Regions from separate parts of the Callithrix jacchus genome. Here region 1 is linked to region 2. The links are chromatin contacts, called in public Hi-C maps. All regions are on one chromosome and are shown on one strand. The core of a region is the stretch at or near the end of the contact, and the rest is flanking DNA. Distances in the headings are between cores, read along the strand shown. Region 1 holds the start of STUM (stum, mechanosensory transduction mediator homolog). Region 2 overlaps STUM (stum, mechanosensory transduction mediator homolog).

The links. A called contact is a pair of places that touch in the nucleus more often than the background predicts.
Region 1: a contact with region 2 is called in a Hi-C map of skeletal muscle, with 4 times the contacts expected there. The contact joins the promoter of STUM here to the enhancer-like site in region 2. A contact is called at or near these places in 2 of 3 Hi-C or Micro-C datasets (induced pluripotent stem cells and skeletal muscle).

What each region holds. Positions count from the first base shown.
Region 1 is chr19:22,703,791-22,707,153 of calJac240_pri, forward strand. STUM (stum, mechanosensory transduction mediator homolog) reads right to left here and starts at 1,879. Exons shown (of 3, transcript XM_035281343.3): 1 at 1,520-1,879. The coding sequence starts at 1,721.
Region 2 is chr19:22,639,409-22,643,344 of calJac240_pri, forward strand. STUM (stum, mechanosensory transduction mediator homolog) reads right to left here. Exons shown (of 3, transcript XM_035281343.3): 3 at 3,549-3,936. Among named protein-coding and RNA genes, the nearest start is that of STUM, 64 kb to the right of the region's middle. Within about 2 kb of position 2,528, at least 4 of the 16 cell types and tissues checked have an H3K27ac peak or open chromatin away from gene starts, as enhancers often do.

The DNA of each region.
Region 1 (3,363 bases), core at 629-3,128, 64 kb after region 2:
TCACCATTAAAAAAAGAAAAAAGTGACGCAAGATGCATGCATGCCGGCTCAGGAGGATCTTCACAGCCGCCAGTGGGAGGGGCAGGCAGTCTCTTTTTACTCCAGCAGGTGGGAATCTCTGATAAAACTAAATTAACATCAGCTTGCCTCCTGGCAGTGTCTAAATGTGCAAAGAGAGTTGATCTGATGACACCAACCGGGGGCACAGGCAGCTGGAAGCATCCCAGAAGAAAGAAGCCCAACTAAAGACCACCTAACTTACTGCTCAGATAGGCTGCGGCCCGCAGCAGCCCCTTGGGGTAGAAAGACAAGCAAACTCGAAGAGGAAAGTGAACGGGTCCTGCGTGGGTGGCCGTGGCCTTGGCTATCACCGCAGCAGAAGCCTCTGCTGAGCAGGCTAAGAGCAAGGAGACCGTGAGAAAGGCCAAAGTCAAACTGAAAACCCCTTCCAGCTGGCCTCTGCTCTTGGACACTGGGAGCCATACGTTGGCAACTGGCTCGCGGACAGGAACAGGCTTTCTCCCGGAGAGGGCAAGGGGGCGCCTGCCTCTTCGGCCGAGCACGGAAGAGGGGGGCACTTCCCAGCACGCAGGAGCAGCCGGTGCCAATCTGGAGAAGGGGAGGGGCGTGCAGGCAGCGACCTGGGGGTGGAGTTAGGGGAGGGAGGGTCAGGAAAACTTCTGATTCCCTACCTCCACCCACTCTCCCGCACCATCTCTGTAAGGGGCCTCTGCTTTAAAATGTGGGACATCGATCCCACCAGAACCCCCGCCGGCTGCCAGAGTCCGGCACCGAATTACAGGAAGGGATCTGAGGGGGCTATGGGTTCATCTCTGGCCAGATGCAGTCCAAACCCACATGCATCCAAACTAATGAAATCATCCCCCATCCCCCTGGCGCCCTGCGGGGTGCTGGAGGAAGTGCAGGCACCCCTGAAGGAGGCGGAGGAGACTCTGGCTACAGTTCTTGTCCCCACACGGTCCACACCCAGCGAACCAGAGGGGGCTGCAGGTGTCTCTAGCCCAGCTTGTCCCCTCTTTCCCCGGCACATCTGACTTCGACGCCCGGGAGTTTGATCCCCGCCACCGAGGCCCTAAAGCTCCTTCTTCCCCGACCCATTCCTCTAGGAGAAATGGGCTCACCGACCGATGCGCGCAACAGAAAGAAGGCGCAGAAATCGGGGCGCCCGGACGGGAGCCCTACTGCGGAGCCAGGAGGGCCATCCCCGCCGCCGCCCCGGGCTCTAACATTGGCCGCAAAGTTTTGCCTCTTTGGGGCCCCGCCACTACGCCTGCTGGTCGGAGCCCCCAGCGCAGCTCCTTCCCTCCGAGATGCCCGCTCCACGCGCTTCTGCCACCTGCCAGGGGACGCCGGGAGCGGCCGGGCGCGCGTGGTCGCAGCACTTGGAGCGCGCGGCACCGCCAGGAGGTCTCCGGCCGCGCCCGTCCCTCCCCCCACGCCCTCCTTCCGCGGGACCCGGGTCGCGGGGGTCCCGGGGCTCGCGGCCGCAGCGTCTTACCCAGTCCTGGCACGAAAGTGTTGAGGAAGAGGCAGATGACGGCCACGGGGAAGGGCATGTAGGGGATGGCGGCTCGCAGGGGGCCCTTCTTTTCGCGGACCTGCACCACCACCCCACTGGATGAGGACGCTCCCCGGGGGTCTGCCGCCGCCACCGCTGCGGCCGCCGCCGCCGTCTCGGCGTCTTTGTGCGAGGGTTCCATGGCGGGGCGCGCTCTCCGGCTGCCGAGCAGCGCGGCAGGGGCTGGCGCCCAGGGCACAGGAGCAGGCGACGGCCGGCTGCAGGCTTCGGGCTCCCGGCTCCGCGCCGAGCTCAAGCGGCCGCCGTGCTCCTTGCGCCGCGCTGCTCGCGGAGACTCCCGCCCTCCGGCGTCCCCACACGCCCGGCGGAGGGGCGGGGAGGGCGGCGCGACACCGGGTGACAGCACTCCGACGCCCCTCCTCGCCGGGCCCCTTCCCCGCCCCCGCCCCCCCAGCTGAAACCACCACTCACAAGGAATGGAAAATCAGGGCGAGGGAAGGCAGTAGAAGAGGACAGCAAAGGGAGCTGGTTGCCCAAGTGCTGGAAAGGGTGGACACACCTCGCCGTCCCAGACAGGTGAACTGGGAACCTCGACCACGAAGCCCTGCAACTGGGTGTGTGTGCTCGGCTGATGCCGTCGGAAAAGCCTCGAGGCTGAGTACCCTAATCTAGAGCATGCCTCTGGCCGGGGAGATGGGGACTGGGGACCGCGCGGCGCCTGACACCTAGTCAGCCTTCAGTGCATTGTGATTTAAATGATTTTGTTTGGAGCGAGCGCAGTGGCACTCGCCTGTACTCCCAGCACTTTGGGAGGCCAAGGTGGGAGAATTGCTTGTGCCCACGAATTCGAAACTAGCCTGGCTAATGTAGCGAGACCCCCATCTCTATTTTGTAAAATAATAATAATATTAATAATAAATGAGTGAATGTGTTTCGATTATCAGAGAAAAAGCAATCTTGGGATCGGATCGATAATGGGGGAAACAGATTTTCAAACACCATGCCAGGTCTCCAAAAGACTGGTTAAAAATGGGACACTTCCCCACACACACACGGGCGCGCGCGAACACACACACACACACACACATGCTCACCAAAAGCAGAAAGAAAGGCGCCTGTTGCCGGCATGTTGGGAAGCATTCACCATCCCCTGAACTATGCTGGAGGAAACCTGGACTTTTTTGAGGCCGACGTGGTGGCCAAAGAGCCAGTGAGGGCCCGGCCACGCTGGCTCATGCCTGTAATCCCAGCACTTTGGGAGGCCGAGGCGGTCGGATCACCTGAGGTCGGGAGTTCGAGACCAGGCTGACCAACATGGAGAAACCCCCATCTACTAATAATACAAAAATTAGCTGGGCGTGGTGGCGCATGCCTGTAATCCCAGCTACTCGGGAGACTGAGGCAGAGAATCACTTTAACTCGAGAGGCGGAGGTTGCGGTGAGCAGAGATCTCACCATGACACTCCAGCCCGGGCAACAAGACTGAAACTCCGTCTCAAAAAAAAAAAAAAAGCCCGTGAAGACACAGCGCCGTCTGGCGTTAATAATGGGGCAGTTGGTAGAAGCAACAGCCAGCAGCTTGAGGTCCTGTATTGAATTCGATTTACTGAATAAGGCTGCCTTTGCCTTGGCACCTGGAAAAAGTAAATGGATGAAAGTTACCACCTCTAACGTTGGGGAGGGGTTCAAGGCCTCGAAATTATCCAGACAGTCAGCAAATCGTCTGAATTGGAAAGGTGCAATATTCTTTCTTCAGGAATAATAGTGATTGACTCTATTATTATGAACGATTCAGGGTCTCAGAAGGAGGCTAAAAGAATATG
Region 2 (3,936 bases), core at 1,278-3,777:
GATTTTTTTTTTTCTTTAACAAAAATGAGGACTGGAGAGAGAGAAATCATGTTTCAGCACTTACACATTTGTCATTAAATTCTAAACTCATTCGTTGTTTTTAAGTTTTCACCTACATTTTAGACTAACCCTGCTTGCTCCTGTGAACCAACCAGCAATCTCCAGCTGCAGTTCAGAAAGAACAAAAGGAATGGGTAATGTAGAAATCTGGATCAATATTCTGGTTCTGAGCGATTATCCTGCACATCCTGCCAGGTGATGGAATAAATCAGATGCCCATCTGCTGGGGGTTTCCTTTTTGGGAAAGTAAGACTAAGAAAGCTAACCAAAGCCAAGCACTATGCACCCCAACCCTCGCAGGCATAACTATAGCCACCAGTTACCTGTTGGTGTCACAAGGCATCCTTTTCTCTGCCTTGTTGGAGGAGGACTCAATTCCACAGCTTTGCCTCAGCATTCAGCTATGATAAGGAGTCCATGCAACCTCCCGAGACACATTTTTGTCCCAAACTCAATTCCAAGCTTTGGGTCAAAGCCGTAGGAAGGAAAACTGGATCTGAGGGATCCAGAGGCAAATGACAACAGAGGTTAAAAGGCAGAGCACAGGTGAGCGCGACTGATTCCTGCCAATTAAGCCAACCCCAAGCTTCCTGTTTCATGGATAAAGGGCATGTTGGTATCCATGGCATAAATGAGGTCTAGAGAACTCCAAGGCTATGATGGTAGTGGGGATAGAGGCATAGGTGAGAGCAGATAATTTCTGTTCTCTAGGCCCTCCCTGCTTCATGGTGCAAGCTGCTTTGGCAGTCATGGCGGCACCTGCCAAGGTCACTGGGTCTCGGGGATGCAAGGACGGAAGAAGGAAAGGGGGCACTCTTTCCTCTCTCCCTCACATATCCCGCGGTATCTGCTAGGAAGAGAAGAGAAGGGAACCAGGGACACCTGCTCCCCTCTTTCCAGATGGGTAGCCATTCATCTGTAGTCTGAAACCCCTTTCAAATGCATCCTAAACCCTTGGGATGCCTCTTGCTTTCCTTTCTTCTCCTCTGTTCTCTCTTCACTGATAGGTAATCATCCTTGTCCTATGGGACGCTCCCTCAGATGCATCCTCCAAACTGGAAAGAGTTAACTTCCCAAATCTTAAGCTGGTTGGCTTCAGATCTGGCCCAGGGGAAGGGAACTCAGAAGCCCAACATGCTGGCAAGAGGGTGAAGTTTCTTGCCGGTGGGGCCTTTGGCCTCTCTCTCCCTGTGCAAACTGGTAAAAGACCTCAGAATTGTTTAGCTGTCCTTACCCCTCCCCTTGTTTCATTTTTTTTTTTGTGGTTTTTGAGATGGAGTTTTGCTCTTATTTGTCCAGGCTGGAGTGCAGTGGCACGGTCTCAGCTCACTGCAGCCTCTGCCTCCAGGTTCAAGGGAGTCTCCTGCTTCAGTCTCCCAAGTAGCTGGGACTACAGGCACCCGCCACCACATCCAGCTAACTTTTGTCTTTTTTAGTACAGACGGGGTTTTGCCATGTTGGTCAGGCTGATCTGGAACTCCTGACCTCAGGTGATCCACCTGCCTCGGCCTCCCAAAGTGCTGGGATTATGGGTGTGAGGCACTGCGACTGGCCTGTTTCATTTTGCTACGTGTTTTCTAATAACCCCGTTTGTCTGTTCTTGCTTTCAGGCCATCAAACCTGCAGTCATGCAGCTGGAGCCTCTGATGATGGCCCCTTCTGCTGGGACCCTTAGGCCTCTGAGGGAGCTCTGGCTGCCATTTCCCCAAAACAGGACCCCCGTCAGCAGGAAGCAGTTAAGATCGTCTTTGTCCTTACCCTTAATCCAGCGGCAGTTAGACGTACTTCTTTAGAGGGGCAATGAGACAGCTAGGTGGGAGGGGCTTCCCGCAGAAACTCCAAACGGCCTGCACAGTGAGGTGGAGCCTCGGGAAGATCAGGGCATTTGCAGCAGGGAGGAGCCTGGCCCTCCCTTTCCTGGGCAGACTCTGAGATTCCTGCTCCGTGAAGGGGGGAGGGGGGGCGAAGCACTCTAGCAGGGACTCTGGCCAGCGAGACTTCCTGTTTCCCCCTCTTCTTCCTTTTCACCCAGTAAAACCCTGTCTCACTCACCATTTAAATTGTCCACGAGCCTGAATTTTCGTAGCCATGGGACCAAGAACCCCATCTTCAGCAGAACTAACGCAAAGTCCTGCAGCATTATCACCCCAGGTTGTTCCTGACGCGCTTCTTGGGAATGAAGACCCATCTTCTAGCTTCCGTGGCCCAACACGCAGCCTGCACTGATCTGCCCCCCCCACCCCCCCGTCCCCCACCTGGGACTTTCACTGCACCAGGTTTGGGCTCCACTCCTCCTCTGAGGAAGGCATCAGCAACCCCATCCTCAAACCCCGGCACTGCCTTCCCACCTCCTTGAGCCCTCTGTCCCTGAACAGCCTCATGCATCCCTTCCTGTGACTGGTCACTGGCAAGCACGAGCCTCTCCCAGGGCCTCAGGTCTGGGGTGTAGGGAGTTGTGCGGCGCAGATGCCTGCATGCTAGTTGCAGCCCCTTCCTTCCGGGTTTGAGGAGAACTGTCTCAGTAGGGGGCTCTTATTCACCCTGCAGCGGGTGGACCCCTAGGGTGCTGGGCTGGCCTGAAGAAATGGCAGGAGGCGGGGCCTTTCCCTTGGGTGTGAGTGACAGGAATGATGCCTGGACACTCATCAGAGAACTTGCCCCCCACCCACCATGGCACCCAGCACTGAGTGCGACACTGCAGATGCGGTTTCATTCCAGAACCCAGCCTGTGGCTGCTCAGGCATCTGAAACCAGATGGCCTGTGTCGCCGGCCCCAGCATGCTGTGATGAATACTGAGCTGCCTGTTGAGTATCTCCCCAGGGATGAAGGAAAGCACGGAGCTTTCTCAATGCCCAGCACAACTCTTTCACTGAACGCTATTAGATTTCATCCTGTTAGATTGTCAGGAGCTTTTGGGATTCTGATTTATTCATCTAATACACTTATTTCTCCTTATCCACCAATTGGTAAGTTCTCTAGGTCTTCATCCCATTATGAGTGAAGGTGTTGGCTGCGTTGCAGATGCAATTCTCTCCAAGGTGTGTCCCGTCCTTAGTTATAGCTGAACAGGTATAAACATTCTCCTAACCACTCTTACCCAGACTCTCATTTATTCAGAAGTCTTTGTCAAATATGTATGTTGCCCGCATTTCCCTCATCAGCTAGTCTAACAATTAAGAGAAGGAAATGAGCTGCATCTGTACACTTATTCTTGGTAAACCCAATCTGGGGCCTGATGCTTGATTTAGCAAGCAAATTCCTGGTTGCAAAGGGACCAGATTATCAAAGATGAGGCTGTGCCTTTCAGAAGAGGAATTCAGAAAAAAGGTCTGAAAGAGGGCAAGACCTGCCTTGGAGGAGGGCAGCCTTAAAACAGAGAGCAAACCAATAGCAAAGGCTGCAGAGCTGGGGAGGAGGGCATGTTGTCCCAGTCAGAGATCTGTCCGATTAGGGACACGGGAGGACACAGGGATTTGAGAAACTACCAGAAAGGTCACATGAATGTTTATTACAACATAGAAAAGAGGGAACGGAAGAAAAAGGTTTCCAAAGCCATATTTCCAAGGATTAAAAAAAACACAAACTTGGAATGCCAAAGAGATGCCATGCTTTATATATTTATAATAGGAAGGTGTGTGTATGTATAAATATGTACATGGAGATATGTACACGGGTTTTGATTGTCATACATGGTATTTTTCATTGCATGTACGGTAATGCTGATTGAATGAAGGGTTTTAAAGCTGGCAGAAGGCTGGAGAAACTGGACCGATGCTCGGCCACTAGAGGGCGCAGCGGAGACCCCTGAGCAGCTCCCACGGAAGGTCTGCGGGGCTGGGTCCTGAGGCTGTGGGTTGGGGAGTGGGGGTGGGGTG